Regions from separate parts of the Mus musculus genome. Here all the other regions are linked to region 3. Evidence: chromatin contacts called from public HiCAR-type and promoter capture Hi-C data. All regions are on one chromosome and are shown on one strand. Each heading gives the region's core, a stretch centred on a gene start, on an enhancer-like site or on the middle of the called end of the contact. The rest is flanking DNA. Distances are from core to core; before and after follow the strand shown. Region 1 holds the start of Slco5a1 (solute carrier organic anion transporter family, member 5A1). Region 2 holds the start of Terf1 (telomeric repeat binding factor 1). Region 3 holds the start of Eya1 (EYA transcriptional coactivator and phosphatase 1).

What was found. Promoter capture Hi-C pulls out the DNA fragments that hold promoters and counts their contacts. HiCAR-type assays count read pairs that join an accessible place to other places.
Region 1: a promoter capture Hi-C map of pre-B cells shows a contact between it and region 3, with 2.6 times the contacts expected there. The contact joins the promoter of Slco5a1 here to the promoter of Eya1 in region 3. A contact is called at or near these places in 4 of 39 promoter capture datasets (hippocampal neurons, liver and pre-B cells), 1 of 115 datasets of contacts at active chromatin or transcription factors (astrocytes) and 1 of 9 other capture datasets (liver).
Region 2: a HiCAR-type map of astrocytes shows a contact between it and region 3, with 2.4 times the contacts expected there. The contact joins the promoter of Terf1 here to the promoter of Eya1 in region 3. A contact is called at or near these places in 1 of 39 promoter capture datasets (hippocampal neurons) and 2 of 115 datasets of contacts at active chromatin or transcription factors (astrocytes and embryonic stem cells).

The regions. Positions count from the first base shown.
Region 1 is chr1:12,989,794-12,993,225 of GRCm38.p6, forward strand. It overlaps Slco5a1 (solute carrier organic anion transporter family, member 5A1), which reads right to left and starts at 1,342. Exons shown (of 9, transcript NM_172841.2): 1 at 1-1,342. The coding sequence starts at 702.
Region 2 is chr1:15,804,325-15,807,684 of GRCm38.p6, forward strand. It overlaps Terf1 (telomeric repeat binding factor 1), which reads left to right and starts at 1,322. Exons shown (of 10, transcript NM_009352.3): 1 at 1,322-1,633; 2 at 3,317-3,360. The coding sequence starts at 1,354.
Region 3 is chr1:14,308,331-14,311,468 of GRCm38.p6, forward strand. It overlaps Eya1 (EYA transcriptional coactivator and phosphatase 1), which reads right to left and starts at 1,869. Exons shown (of 18, transcript NM_001310459.1): 1 at 1,316-1,869.

The sequences.
Region 1 (3,432 bases), core at 92-2,591, 1.3 Mb before region 3:
GGCCGAAGCGTTCAACTCTTGGATTTGATAGGGGGGTGAGATAAAGTGAGGTAAAGCGAAGAGCGCAGCCCCGATGGCAATAAGAAGTCCACCCACTGCCAGCCATAGGGGCCTTCGCCCACGGCCACCAAAGTAGCTGACGAACACCACCACCACCAGGTTTCCTATATCAAAGCAGCTGACCAGCAGCCCTGACTCAGAACTCTTCAAGCTATAGCGCCTTTCGATGGTGGTGATGACACTGCTCAGGTACCCAGAGACCATTAACGCCTGGATGAAAGTCAGAAAACACATGCACACTAAGAAGCAGCGAGAATCCGTAAGGACCACGTAGAGACACCTTCTCTCCTGGAGTGTGGCCAAAGTGGAAGATACTGACACAGTTTTGCTGGGGTCCATCCTGTGGTTACAGTCCATGAGTTCCGTTGTAGTGCCTGCCGAAGTGGATGGAGCAGAAGGGCTGGGGACTATCAAGTTCCGTCCTAGATGCGTCTCCTGGCGACCTGGAGCTTCATTGCAACCCAAGGCCAGTTTGCCATCTGCATTCCCAGCACTGAAATTCTGCCGGCAGGAGGCGCTGTGCAGGACCGGTAAACTCTTAGACCTGAAGGACTCTGACTCGCACTTCTCTTGGACAGCTCCAACCGAAGACGGTGCCTCTAGCTGCTGTTGGGCCCGAGACTGCGCATCCCCTTCGTCCATGGCTCTTAAAATGTGATCGCTGATTCCATATAAGGCCTCCGGCACTTTTCATCCACCTGAACGAGGGGCTGATGCCCGGCCCACTCAGTCGTCTCCTCCTGAGACCCGGGCTGGGGATGGCAGAGCCTGGAAGCAAAACATCTCAGCAGCAGGGAGGTGCCCAGAGCATCCTGACCCGAGGCACAACAAGAAGCCACCTTGTACCGGGGGAGGTAAAGGTCCACGCGGTCCTTCGAGGAGTCCTGCTTGGTGTCCACTCTCAGGGATAGCTCGCGGTAGGCGCTTTGCGCGTCCGGTGCTCATCCCCTCCGCCGCCGCCTCTCAGACGGTGGCCAGAAGCTAGAGCGACCTGGGCCCAGTGTGGGGTCTCTTAGCGCAACTGTCCGAACAACATCCCACTTTGTGGCTCCAGGGGTGTTCGGTGCCCACCGCAAGGCTTGTGACACACAGGGTCGTGAAGCTGCCGACCTGTAAAGCAGAGAATTGATGGTCAGAGGGACGGATGCACTTGGGGCTGGCAACCCGGGGTCCGGTGACTAGTGCTAAGTAACCTCGTGGACCCCAGAGGGACCGAGGTGCTAGCCAGGAGCTGAACCGTGCAGGAGGGACCTGCAGAGACTGCAGCCTCAAGTCCCGGAACAATGAGCAGCAGGCGGTCCGCCAAGACTCTCGCTCATTGTCTGCGGCGGGCCTGCCCCCGCCCCGCCCCTTTTGCCTTAAACAGTGCGTTTGCTTTTATATGTTAATAATTATCAGCCTGGCAGCTCTGACTCAGAAGGCAGTGTCTTTTATTCGAGTGAACTAATAGCAACCTTCTGGTACTCCTACTCCATGACTCAAAATAGAAGATTCCCAGAAGAACAAAGGAAAGTTTTTTTTTTCCTTTTACAAGCACACAATACATTCCTGGTCTCAAATTTTAAAATACATTTTTAAGCGGTAGAAAGAAAACTACGTGTAGAAATATGTGTGCACACTTGTACACTGGCACGTGTGCGCGACGAGATGTGAATGCGTCCGCTCCATCAAACACCTACTTAAAGTCAAAGACAGCGCGTGGGGGGAGGGGATCAACATGCTTGCGTGGTTATTCTCTACACTAAAAATAGCCCCTTGCCGGAAAGAACTATATTCAATTACAAGTAACGAGGGCATTCGAGGCTGTGGCCCACGTTAAGTCCCAGAGCGCAAGGTTGAGCGAAACCGAAAATCAATTTGCTTTGCAAATGGTTGAGTGAAGCCACACCAAACAAAGAGACGCTGGCAAGCTGGCACAGCGTGCGCGGGGAGCCCACCGAAACGGCTCAACACAGGCACGCCGGCCCGGAGGTGTGCTATTTGCCAAGCACACCCTGAGAGCGTGAGGTGTGCGAAGGCCTGAAGTATAACACACACACACACACACACACACACACACACACACACACACACACGAGTTCACTTTGTGCGAGCCAGCGCTTGGTTTGAATTCAGCGAGCGCTAATACAGGTGCGCCTCCGCTGTAAACCCCATCCCTAATCTTGGGGAACCCTATACTCCTCCTGCCCCGGCGGCGAAGTGCACCAGATGGGAGGCATTGGGGTTCTGCTGCGTTGGGTTTCGTTCTGAGCTTTTGTGATGCTGCTGCGAAAAGAAAAAAGATGAGAGAGGCGGCTACAACATCTCCCAGTATTGTTCAGGACCGGACTGCCAGTGGCTTGCAAGCCGGCACTTGGGCTCCGCCCGCTCACCCCTGCGCCTTCCCGGGGAACTCCACCCGTGGCTGCACGCCGAGCTGGGGAATCCCGGCGTCGGAGCCCCTGGCTGAGGGAGCAGCCGCATCGCGACGCAGACTCGCATGGGATGGACACGCGGATCCCCGCCCCGAGCTCTCGGAACCAACGCGGAATCCTAGGGACATCCCCTCCGCGCGCGCGCACGCACACACACACACACACACACACACACACACACACACACACAGCCGGTGGGAGGACAGAACCGCCAGGCACAGCTCGCCGCTCTGCTAGGCGCACAAGCTTTCGCAACTCACTAGCGAGGGTGACGACCAATCTGCCGGGCTGGGAGAGGATCAGCCGCTGTAGGACGGCAGCGGTGGGGGAAGATGGGCCAGCCGCCTGCGGAGACCGTCTCGGTCCCGCCGCCGAGAAATCAGGGAGTGAGACTGCGAGTCGAGCTGGCTAACTCTTCCCCCAACCTCTGGCCTGTCACCCAAGCCTCTTCTCCCCAGGCAGACACACACGCACAGAGACGCGCCAGGACCGGAGCAGCAGAGGGCGCAGGCGCGCGGGCAGCCACCCAGCCCAGCCCTCAGGCAACCAGCCACCCCGCTGCCCTTCATCTGTACAGTGGGAAGACGAACCGCACTGAAGCCCCAAGGGTGCGGGTGTCTTTAAGTCACCAAGGTGGACAGAAAGACCATCTCATGTGAAATACTTCTATTGGCTTCTACCATGTTCACCACACACCATGTCTTTTCTACCATAGCAGATTCTGGGGACCAAAGTGGAACAAGATCCCTAATGTTAGGGAAACTTGTCTTGCCCTCTCCCATCCCCCGCCAAAATATCCACGTAAAAGGATTTTATACAGTTCATTCTATACAGTGTGCGACTGCAGAACTAGACACCCATTCACTTTCCTGTCCGGATCAGGAAGGGCACTTGCAAAGGCACAGAGGCATGGCACTACAAGTAAATCAGTTTTCTCAAGAGCGGCAGGGAACAGGAC
Region 2 (3,360 bases), core at 72-2,571, 1.5 Mb after region 3:
CGGGGTTAAGACCTCAGCTCAACTGGAGACCAACCTGCAATTCCCCACAGGGTAGAACCCCCAAATAATATTTACTGCAACACCATCTCTAGAGCCTGGGGGTAATATGCCCTCATGGTCATGAAAGACCCACAATGTGAGGGCTCCCCCACGTTCTGACTCAGGAGAGGCGACACCCCAAAATCACCCACAAGAAACGGGTCTTGCTGCAAATTGCAAGAGGATTTTTTATTCAAGAGCGCTCTCGGGCCCATGGTCATACACCACGCAGGGGTAGAGGACCGTGGCGCCCCAGTAGCTGGGTAAGGGGGTATTTAAAGGAAGAAACCGAAACTCAAGGAAGTGGGGAGGGCGTTGTTGGAAGATACCAAAGATACCAGTTAAGAGTCACAAGGAAGTGTAAAGTTAATAGAGTCACAAGGAATACCTGGTAATTGTTAACTCTCAAGACAGCTTCTAAGAGCCCCTAACAATAGCACATTTGCATTGCAGGTTCTGGTAATGGCCAGGGTGACTTTCTTTGAATGAGCACTCTTTGAACCCAGGAAGCGGGTGGGTAGAGGAATGTCGCTATCTCTTTTATGATTAGCATACCTTTACAAAGGCCACATTCCCAAGCCTGGGCCTAAAGGCCTAGAATTCTGTTTTTACGTTGTTATACTTTCATTCAATGCAAACATTGTACAGTAATAGTGATCAAAATGTGGTCCTGGGACTAACAGTCTCAGCATTCATGGGGAACTGACTAGACTTGCGAATTCCAGGGTCAGCACCATCCTACCCGCTCACCCCAGGCAGAACTTTAGTGAAAAATCAGAGCCCAGCAATTTCAGCTTTAATAACCCCGGATTTCAATAAAATGAACACATAGGGTAGAAAGACAGTGTGATTACAGTGTAACAGGGTTAAATGCTCATGTTTATGGCGACAAGTTAAAATTTCTGGTGCTGCTGCTGCCATAACGCTCAAGTGCTCCAGGCTGGCCTAGACTTTGTAGTTGAAGATGGCCCTAATTCCTAATCTTCCTGTCTCCACCTCCTGAGTGCTGCTGGGATTATAGACGCGCAGTGCCATGCAGTCAAAATCTGCAGTCAAAAACCTCTCGGTTTTAACTACCCTGTTTCCAGCGCAGATTGCATTTTTTAAAATGTATCTTAGCCTATCATCCAGAAGCTACACTATCCAAAACGCCTGGGCTCGGATCGACAAGGAATTTAGCAGTTCTCAGCCAATCGGAAGCCAAGCTCCAGCCACTAGCCCACCCTAGCGATGCGATTGGCTGACTTCCACGCCCACCGCGAGCAAATCAGCGCACGGCGCCAGCTGAGGCACGGCGAGCGCTTTCGGTTTAACATGGCGGAGACGGTCTCCTCAGCGGCCCGGGACGCGCCGAGCCGTGAGGGCTGGACAGATTCGGATTCTCCAGAGCAGGAGGAGGTGGGAGACGACGCGGAGCTGCTCCAGTGCCAGCTTCAGCTGGGGACCCCGAGAGAGATGGAGAACGCGGAGCTTGTGGCTGAGGTGGAGGCCGTGGCTGCGGGCTGGATGCTCGACTTCCTCTGCCTGTCTCTGTGCCGAGCCTTCCGTGACGGCCGCTCCGAGGACTTTCGTCGTACTCGTGACAGCGCCGAGGGTGAGTGCGGGCTCCCGGGCCGGAGGCTGCGTCGCGGCCGAGACCTGCTTGCCCCGCACACACCGGGGCGGGATCCCAGGCGGGAGACGGCGCGAAACCGGCCGCTTCCTGTTTGCTGGAAGTCCTGGCTCCCGCCCCCACGCCTTCCGCGTCCCCTGGACAGAATGTTTGTTTGTTTGTTTTAAAGGGAGCCAGCCCAGTTGCTACCGCTGCTTCTGGAGCCAAACTCTAACAGATGAATATAGAAACATTTAAGAAGGGCCGGGATGCGGCTGCCAAGGGAGGTAGTACAGCTTGTCAATGCTTATCTTGCAAGCCAGGGAACCTGCGTTTGATCCCCAGAGCCTATGCCATACACATATACTTACAGCGCTGGGAAGACCGGTGACTAGGGCTCACTGACCCCTGGCCCAACCCAATTTGGCAAGCTTTAGGCCAGTGGAAGGCCAAAAACAAAGGCCTGGGGAGGAAGGATTTTTAAACTCCAGGGGATCAAATTTCCGTCTTTTGGCCTCAACGGGCACTGTATACACATGTTACACAGACAGACGTGCAGGTAAAATACCCATATTCATAAAATAAAAATAAATGAATCTTTTGTTTAAATGTTTAAAAAGTTTGACAGTGCCTGAAAACTCAGACCCAAGTTTGTCTTCTGGCCTGTGTGTTGGTGAGAGACATCCAGGAATATGGTTGGCTTACCAGTGTACATATTCACTGCCAAGTGTATCTTTGTGTTTGTTCAAACACGCCTTTAATCCCAGCACTTGGGAGGCAGAGGCAGGCGGATTTCTGAGTTCCAGGCCAGCCTGGTCTACAAAGTGAGTTCCAGGACAGCCAGGTCTATACAGAGAAACCCTGTCCCGAAAAGCCAACCAACCAAACAAAAAAGAAATAAATGTTATAAAGTTGATTATGAATTGAACAAGTTCAATGGAAACCTTTACATATGTATACTACTTCCTAAAATACAAAGAACTTCATGGTATAAATTGCAAAGTAGTGATTTGATACATTTTATAATTTAGATGTGAATCTTGGTAAAAACAATTTTGAGTATCTGTTTCACATTTGAGTTATGGTTTGTTAGAACAGTAATATTACAACTTTTTAAAGATTTTTAAAAAATTAATTCGAATCTACAGTTCTAAATTTATGATCAGTTTTTGTTGAGTATTATATTAGGGTTCTCTTGAGTAACAACTTTTTAAGAATCCAGTAATGTTCGGTCTATGATGCTTGATATCGCCAGTATATGCCAGAATCCCAAAGTCGACTCCACTGTCAGTGAAGGAATGGACTTGCTCCTGAGAGTGGGAGTAAGTGGGGAGAGGGAGAGCGTCCCTCTTCCATGTCCTCTATAAAGGCTTCCACCAGAAGGCGAGGCCCAGATTGGAGGTGAGTTGTTCCTCCTCAAAAGATCTGGATTAAACATTTGTCTCCCACTCCAAAGTCCCAATTAGAAGCAGAATTCCCACTTCAGGTGATCCAGGTAAGCAAAAAATAACTCTCAGATGTACCCAGCCATTTTTAGGTTTTAGTTAAATCTATATGTAGTCGAGAACTAAGAATAACCATTCCTGTTTATAAACTAATATTTAACACTGTATTGTGTCTACACAGTAGGTGTACTAGTTTGTGATAATATTTTAATAAAAGGTTTTTAAATTTTTTTTTTTTTAGCTATTATTCATGGACTACACAGACTTACAGCTTACCAATTGAAA
Region 3 (3,138 bases), core at 619-3,118:
ATTCTTAGGAAATACATTTTCACACTCCAGTGGAAATTTTCTTTTTCAAAAAATCATTTATCATGCCTGTGAAACTCACAGAGCAGCTGACTTTATTTGGCACTTAAAAGTTGAACTGAACGGTGGCTCAATTAGACTTCTATGTCTGTCACCACAAAGAGTTTTCAAAGGCTGAAAATCCACAGCTGCTTGCTTACTTACTAAACACTTTGGGCCTTAGGAGAACTCAAGCATCGAGAAAGTCAAATATTAAATGTTTGATCATATGAAGGCATGACTATTCCTGTGTGCATGTCCCCAAACTCTAAACAGAGCGGGGGAAAGACTCTCACAAGCATAAAATAAAACCTTCTCTGAAAGACATTAGAAAGACAACTTCAAACCTATACAGCTACACACCATGATTCCCAGCTAACAAGTTTCTATACCCCTGGCCATCTTAAGAAATGAAACTTAAAAACACTTGTCTAAACTCAATGACAGTTCATAATGTATTGAATTATTGCAAACGTTATGCTTAAATGTCTTCAAAATTCCTCCCAAGAGTGTAAGCCTATGAGTTGTTAGCAATTCAAATACTGATTTTGAAGGGCCGTGCTTTACACGAATATTCAAAAGTTTCAAAATCTGGAGTTTAGCTTCCAAGTGCATTCAAATCACAAAAAGGGCCAGAGAGGGACAAATACTTTAAGGGACCAAAGGCTTATTGTATCGAATACTGAAGATGAGCCTGCTTAGTAAAGTCTTTGATAAATTTGCTTTGGAACAAAAAGGTGTCCTTCTTGAAAACATAGTTATCAGCTCGTTGTTCATCTGCTGAGTTTTCCGTTGTAAACCTTTCCTCATTTATCAACCTAGCCGTAGAAAAAGTGATCTGTGTAATAAATACCACTAAGTATACCTTTCGTACCTATACATCTATGTATGGATATAACCCTGTTCAATACCACTCAATATTCTGGGGCTAGTGCAGCAATTAAGAAAAGATATGAAATAATTCCCCCGTCTGAGAATATTACCTAGTGTTCTACTTATCTATAAAAATCAGAACAAAAGTAGTTAATTTGCAATGATCCTTTAATGATCCTAATGGCTCCGATCATTTGGAGGGTAAAGATTACAATTTTACGACGGAACCCAGCGGCTTCTAAAGTCCCAGAAACAGTGTTATTGTTTTCCCCAAGCCACAGTGCTTTTTTTCTTTGAAAACAAACCAAAACCCTAATAAAGGCTCTCCAGTTATCTCGGGCTTTGCCCACCAGACAGTAAGTAGTACTTGGTCATTACAGTTTTTCAAACACCAGCTTGTACTTACAGCGCTCACATCTGCTGCCTCCACCGGTTTAGTGTGCTCCTTGGAGTTTTCTGTGTTAGCAGACCTCCATTCCTGACATAGTTTGGCTGCTGTGCAGGAACACGGGGACCCGGGAGCTCTCAGAGGCGCTGTGACGCGGCTGGCAGCGGAGCGCAGAGGCCGGGGATTGCCCGGCTCCCGGGGACTGCGCCCGGGCGCTGCTGCAGGCTCGGGCTGTGGAGCGACTGAGCGCGATCGCCTTCCCCAGGAAGGACCCCGCCACCGCGCACCGCCACAGGAAGGCTTCCAGTCGGAAGTGGCCCTGCACACTCGCTACCTCGCCGCAAGCTCGGAGCCATCAGCTCGCCGCGGTCTGTTTGGGAACGGCTTTGCGCCCCAGCGAACGGCAGCGGCAGATAGCATCTGAGACGCCTAGACAAAGAAACAGCAAAATCTCATCCCCCGATTTGTTTGCGCAGCCTTGTAGGTCTGCCCACGAAGCCTCGGGGCTTTTTGTTTTGTTTTGTTTTTGCAACGCAAACCACAGCTAGTCTCTTGTCCTAACCTTATTGGTTTAAATGCAACAATTGAGAGGAGCAGAGCTTGGTCTGACTCAACCTCGCTGCTTTAAAAAAAAATTTATTATGTAAATGACGCGCCCCATGATATCTGAATAAACAGCTGTGGGGGAAGAACTTGTGGGAACCTCTGTCAACACACACACATCCTCCCGCGCCAGTAGCTCCCAATTAAGATCTTTGGGGAGTAGTTGCATGTTATCTTTTACACTTTTTCAATACTTTTTTTAAAATTTTTTTTGAGGACCTGAAACTTAGGAGAACGGATACTTTTAACACTTTTTCCTAAAGTACCTACCTACTTACAGGTCTGGAGAAGATTTAAAAAAAAAAAGCTGTTTCTATGAAGTAGAGGGAGAATGGGCAAACGTGTTAGCTATTAGCAGCTTAACAATGAAAGCCTGGCGGAGGATTCTGCAAGGGTTGCTAGGAGGCCAAAGGCTTCAGTTCTTTGGCTAGGACCCAGATAATATTTCACCATTAACATTTTTAAATGGGTCTTGAGAAGAGATTCGTTTAGTCTGGAACTTGCTTTGCAACTTATCCTTTTAAAAACTCACAACCTTAATTCAGAATCTATGAGTTAGGCGTTCGTTCGGTGACACCTAGGAGCTGAGCTTCAGTTAACAAACTATGTTTTATCCAAGTCAAGGGTTTAGCCATTATGATAATTTGTAATCTTGAAAGAAGGCGTCTCCTTATATGGGTTAATATTTTGTCGGTCCTATATCACAGTTTAAATGCAAATGCAAACTAACACTCACTCTGAAATTAAGTCTGGATATGCATTTTAAGAAGGTATTTTTATCATCACCAATATTTCTATTCTATGTGCTCTTTTTATTAAAAAAAAAGTCTCCTTATTTTAATTTCTCACCTTGGTATGAACATGTTTTTACATCACAGTAACTTCACATCAACTAATAGAGGAGATAGATGGGTCCTACCTTAACTCTGCCAATTAGGAAACGAAAGCACCTTCAGATGATGCAAACAAAACCCAACTAAATGGTTCTAAGGACCAAAATTCCAAACAGGAGTTCTCCCTTCCCCTCCTAGAAAGGATGCCAGTCTAAATTCCTTGCAAAGGAGCACTTTGTCAAACCTAAGAGGCAGCTGGGACTTCAAACTCACCTAGGATTTCATCTTGTTCAGCACCAGCAAGGAACCATGAGCTAGGTATCTACCATATTTGGGAAGCCAGGTCAAAAAAACAGTTGATTGCTATTGGATCATATATGCAGCTGACATAGTTACGTTACCTCC